2 separate regions of the Mus musculus genome follow, and region 1 is linked to region 2. A link is a contact called in public promoter capture Hi-C data. All regions are on one chromosome and are shown on one strand. The core of a region is the stretch at or near the end of the contact, and the rest is flanking DNA. Distances in the headings are between cores, read along the strand shown. Region 1 overlaps Ppp4r1 (protein phosphatase 4, regulatory subunit 1). Region 2 holds the start of Ankrd12 (ankyrin repeat domain 12).

Region 1 (2,700 bases), core at 185-2,684, 250 kb before region 2:
GGACATAGATTTCTGGGTTTTCACATGTAGGGTGTTTTAAGAGCTTTAGAGTTTTTTGTTTGTTTATGGTTTAAGAGCTTTATTGTAGAAAGGCAGGGGGAAAGAGAGAAGGTAGAAAGAGAGAGAAACCGGACGTGGTCACGTGAGAGAGGGGGGAAGGGAAAGAGAGAGAAAGAGAGTAAGAAAGGTGAGGGCTAAAGAGTGAGCTTTAGACTTTTACAAGAATAATTTCTTTTTCAAATTTGTATTTTAGAGGTGGGGGACATCACATACATGGCCCATGTCCTCCACTGTGGGCAACTGAACTGGTTGTTGAGTCCTAAAGAAAGCAGTCTTCTTACCAAGTGGACGATGCATTAAGTCCTTAGTGGGAAGTGGGGTGTTGCGAGGCTCTCCTTATTCTGCCTGCGGAGCTTAGGAACAGGGTTAGGAGCAGACGCAGTCAGATGGTGCTCAATGTTCTTAGGACTAGGCATGATGATGCACACCTCTAATCCCAGCACTCAGACCGACCTCTGGGAATTCTAGGCCAGCCTAGCCTATATAGAAAGTTCCAGGCCAGACAGGTCTACATGAGAATTTGTCTCTAAGAAAAAAACAAAACAAAAAACTTTTAAATCCTATAGCTGCAAACTTTTGCAAATCTTCAGATGTAATACCACATTCTGGATGGTTTTTACCCTTTTTGTTCCCAAAACTAAAATTTCTAAACTATCAGTTTGCTCAATTTTGAGAAATACCCATTTTTAAGCAAAAATAAAGTAAAATCTTAAGTAATTCTTTTACAACAGAAACCTTTCTTTTGGTTTCTTTGTTTGTGGGGAAGATAAGATCTCATTCTGTAGCCCAGGCTGGCCCCAGGTCTTCCTGCCCCATTGTCCTGAGAGCTAGGATTATTACAGTGTGACACGACATAAAACCAGCTAAAACCTTGTTTAAACTTTGAAAACTGTGGTCTGTGTGTTCAGTTAGCTGCCTTCTGCACTTGTTTTCATTTACTATGACTTTTAAGATTTCCTGTTGTAATTTTATACCTGAAAAGCATTAAATTTTATTACATCCTTGGTCCCTAATATTATTTTAATTTAACTGAATTTGATTTAAACTATCTCTCTGCACAGATGGGTATAATCTTGAATCCACAGGGGACAGAGAACGTGCTGTATTGTATTGTCTCTCTGAGTCTGGCTTATTCTGCACAGCATGCTTTCTAGTTGTGACCTTAATTTTGAAGATTCACTGGGGTATAGTTCCTACGAGTGGAAGCCACTGCCCTTCTGAATGAAGTTTGTGAGATGTGAGAAGTAACCCAGTGGCTAGTGACACAGCGGAGGTGGAGAACAGTTTCCTAGCCCGAGCATGGCCCCACCCTCTCTGAATCTTAGGACAGACAGCTCAGTGACACAGCAGCTCTGAGTCGATGGCGCAGCTCCTCAGCAGAGCCCTGCACTGCCTTCTCCCTTCTTCTCGCCCATCCTCAGCCCCCGATGAGAGGAAGCGAGCCATGCCCACAGCAGCTACCGTCAAGTGTTTGATGTGTTATTTCCTTTAGCTTCTTGTTTCAATCTCAATAATCAACCTCAGTTTTAGTAACTTCATCTAGCTTTAGTGACTCTCATTTTATTTTCCTTAAACTTAATTTATATGCAAAAGGCCAGCCAGTCTTTAGATCTATTCCAGGACTCTTGTACCTGTTAGTTCTCTAACACATTGTGGGCACTCAGTGAATATTAATAGAAATATTGAATGCACATTTTTTCAATAAGTAAAATGATAAACTTTTTAAGTTTCATAATGTGTGTTTTTGGAGATGGCTAGTATATTTGACTTAAAATTATACTGTAGTTAAATTTCATTATTAATATTACATGGTAACTTAACTATTTACATGCTTACATATGAATTATGCTTATAATTCAGTTATGACACCTAGAACAATTTAAATTTGTCATGTAGTGCTTTTAGATTTTATTAAAATCTGAGGACATTTTTGTTTAATCTCTGCTAAGTAACTAGTCTCCATTGTGTTACAAAATGAGTTGAACTTTTAGAAGGGCTCAATGGGGCTCTTTTTTCTTTTCTAGCGGTGCGTTATAGAGCAGGACTTGCCTTTAGTTCTCCAGAAAGCATTGGACTGTTTTAAAAGGTGCACTCTTGATCCAGGGCTAAAAGCAAAGGTCCGACCCAGGAGACCAGTGCTGTGCTGTCCTGTAAACATGGTGTCTTGACAGTAAGCCTGGGAGGAGAGGGAACGTGGCGACAGCCCTAAGGGAGCAGCTCTACACAGACCAGGTCACAGCCGATTGTCTGTAAGGCAGTACCGCGGACTTAGTTTCAGACCGCCTGTGATCATTGACGACGGTCTTTTTTTCTCCTGTGATTTTTAATAGTGAATTAACTGCTTTCACTAGACTACAATAGGGAAGGAAGGGGAATCCTTTTGCTAGCTGTGAGCACAGTAGGCTCTCAGGACAAGTTCAGCAGAAGATCCTACACAGTGAGACACAGAGATGGGAGAGATCCCCTTTGTAAGAGTGATGTGGTGGATCTGCAGAGCTGCAGTCACAGCCGGCCTGCAGCACATGGCCAGCGGCTCACGACACATGACACATGACAGGCTGGACATGCATGGATGGAAAGCAAGTCCATGGGAGACAGGGGACCTGCCTGTCAGACACGCGTGCACTCTGGGACAGTTTG
Region 2 (2,942 bases), core at 82-2,581:
CAAGAGAGCACATTTTGGCAGTTCTGAGTTAATCTCCAGGAAAGCCTTTGTGTAACGCTTTAAGAAAATGAAAAAAAGATCAGTAAGCAAGATTTTTAAAGGCCTACTTGGGCATATGTTTTTAATGAACAGATGACTTACTGGGATAGTTCATCTTTCTTTATAATTGACTCAGGCCATTTTAAAATAAGAAGAAACACATGGCTGAGAATGCAGGTTCGTCTCAACCACAGAATTAACGATAATCCCTGAGCGTCACTGATCGCCGGATTTGCAACATACTTCGCCCCAGTTCAAGGGGTGTCCAGCGGAAATTACAGTCCCTACAACCACACTGCTTCAAATGTTTCCGACGTACTCAACTAGTGCAATACTGTTCATTTCCATCCTCAACTATTCTCGCTGTAATTATTAAAACAGCTGTCAGCTGGGCTTCGGTGACCTCTTTGTACAGCGTTTTTATTCAACGCCGTGGATCCTGAAGGATGCGTCATCTCCATCTTACTCTCCAAAAACCAGATCTAAGATTCCAATACGCTCTAAGGGTCTCTGAACATCATTCCAATCGGAACTGGCACAAACTAGACCTGATCGCTCAACGCGGCAAGGGCAGGTCGCACTGGCATTTAGGACAGAACTGGCTCCGGCGAGCCGCAGCTCTTTCGCTTTCACGCACCTCTCCCGGGACCATCGCGCCTCCTACGCCCCGGCCCGCACCGAGTCTCCGACAACCGCGCACGCAGCGCCGCTGGCACCGGGAGCGCGCGGCGGCACGGCGCGCCCCCGCGATGCCGTCCGTCCCGGTGCGCTGGCGGCGCCCTCCCGGCCGCGCCATGTTCCGGTAAGCGGCGGCCAAGGCGCTCGCGCTAGCCGCCGCCCGAGCGTCGCCCAGCGGCGGCCCCACCTGCGCCGCGACCCGTCAGGATGCCGGGCGGGGCGGCCACCAACGGCCTGTCACGGTCCGGCCGGCCGCGCCGCGGGCTGGGCTGGGCCGAGTGGCGCGTAGCACACGGCTGGGCGCGGCTGGCAGAGGCGCAACCCCCCTACCTGGCTCCGGGGAGGAGACGGGGCACCGGGCTGAGGGTCTCCTCCCTGGTACCCGGGACAGACTCGAAACCGCGCCCTCCTTCCTCCCCTCTGGTCGCCACGCCCCCCTGGCCCGCACAGACCCGAGGCTCAGCGGGCGCAGAAGGGTTCACCCCCTGAACGAGGACCTCCGGGTGGCCGCCGCTGCCGGTGTCTCCGTCGCCGCTGCAACAGCCCCTGATGCCGCCGGGGCCAGGCTTAAAAACATCTCCGGTCTTGGTCGGTCTCTCACCACAGCCTCCTTGCTCCTGGACAGCGTTCTCCGCGATTGGCTGCGGCGCGAGCACGTGACCCGGGCGGACACGTGACTCCTGCAGGCACGGGACGGGCGGCGTGACCGCCGTGCCCCGCCCCCGACGCGCCCGTCCCTGGGCTCCCCGGAGGAGCGGAGCGCGCGGCGGCGGGTGGCGTTCTTGGGGAGCGAAGCGGAGCGGGTGGAGGGGGCCGGAAGTCCTGGAGCCGCGTGGGAGTCGGAGCAGCCCTCGAGCCGTCGGCCGGGGAGCTCCTCACGCGCAGTCACCACCACCGGAGATGTGCAAAAGGCGGCATGGGTGCTGGCGCCCGGCGGAGGAAACGCACATATTTTTGCAGGGTTTGAGTTGGGACGGCAAAACCAGCCGGAAACCGGGAGGGTTTTGTTAGCGGTGGTCGTGCGGGCGGGAGGGCACCGCAGCACTGTGGGGCAGGTCCGGGTTGCGTGACTGAGCCGCTTCGTGCGGCGCGGGCCGAGGGATGTCCCAGCCAGACGCACTCTGTTCCCAAAGCACGGCTCTAAGCACTGCTTGCAAAGAACGCATCGGTAAGCTCAGTTCTAGCCATGCGATCCTGTGACCTTTCTGAGCAGAAATTTCACCAAATTTGTTCCTGTGGTACTAAGTCTCATAGGGCGTGTGAGGAAATTTTACCATCGCAGCAGCTTGTCCTCAGACTTCCTTCTGAATACTTTAATCTACAGCGGTTAGCCTGCAACCGTTGTGCTTTAACCACCCTAAGAAGTTACATACTCCACAGGAAACCATCTTCTCCCTCTTCGTTAACTGTGGCCTCCTTCAGTATCCGTTAGTATCTTAATGATTTTAAGACAGTCCTATCAATAATAAGCTGTAAATTCTGATGTGAGTTTTGGGCTTGACAGGGACATAAACCTTCATTAAAAAAAAAAATCAGGATAGATTGTCTTCCATTGTTCTCAGCTATAAAAAACTTTCAGTATGAACAGTCTTCTAGAGAAATCTGTGTATGTGTGAACTGGGGACTGAAGCTCTGCCCTTGCTCATGCCAACCAAGTACCCAACAGTGGTGTATAGTGAGAGCTATATTTCTGGTGAAAACTTAACTTTAAAGACCTACCTTAGACCCTAAATCATAAGCACTCACAACCAGTTAGTCTTTTTATATAGGCAGAGCTGGAGAGATGGCTCTGGGGTTAAAAGCACTGTTTGAAGACCTAGATTCAGTTGTTCCCAACACCCACAAGACCACTCAAAACCTTATGTAACTTCAGTTCCTGGGTGTCCACTGCTCTCTTCTGGATTTGGTGCACACCACGAGCACAGGCAAAACACTAATCCACATAATATAAATCAAATCTAGCTTAAAAAAAAAAAAAGACAGTCTCATTAATTAGTTCTGTCTGGTGTGGACTTCCATACATAGAACCGGCTGACTTCAAACTCTCAAGAGATCACCTGCCTCTGCCTCCTGAGTGCCTACCTCTATAATGAGGTCCCTGTAGGGTCACTGACTTTGATAAATCCTGAAGCAATCTGATTATTCCAGGAATGAAAACTATTTCTATTCTGCATTTTCAGAAGCACGGCACTATTACCTCCTTTCTTGAGTTGAAGGTAATGTTT

Evidence for each region. Promoter capture Hi-C pulls out the DNA fragments that hold promoters and counts their contacts.
Region 1: a contact with region 2 is called in a promoter capture Hi-C map of the HPC-7 cell line. The contact joins the enhancer-like site here to the promoter of Ankrd12 in region 2. A contact is called at or near these places in 12 of 39 promoter capture datasets (the C10 cell line, the HPC-7 cell line, cranial neural crest and 9 more), 1 of 484 Hi-C or Micro-C datasets (embryonic retina), 5 of 115 datasets of contacts at active chromatin or transcription factors (bone marrow-derived macrophages, effector CD8 T cells, embryonic stem cells and 2 more) and 4 of 9 other capture datasets (adipose tissue, embryonic stem cells, liver and 1 more).

What each region holds. Positions count from the first base shown.
Region 1 is chr17:65,825,042-65,827,741 of GRCm38.p6, forward strand. All of the region lies in intron 11 of Ppp4r1 (protein phosphatase 4, regulatory subunit 1), which reads left to right. Among named protein-coding and RNA genes, the nearest start is that of Ppp4r1, 43 kb to the left of the region's middle. Within about 2 kb of position 1,435, at least 42 of the 459 cell types and tissues checked have an H3K27ac peak or open chromatin away from gene starts, as enhancers often do. A contact at or near this core is called in the HPC-7 cell line, effector CD8 T cells and trophoblast stem cells, where this site is marked.
Region 2 is chr17:66,075,715-66,078,656 of GRCm38.p6, forward strand. Ankrd12 (ankyrin repeat domain 12) reads right to left here and starts at 1,332. Exons shown (of 13, transcript NM_001025572.1): 1 at 1,170-1,332.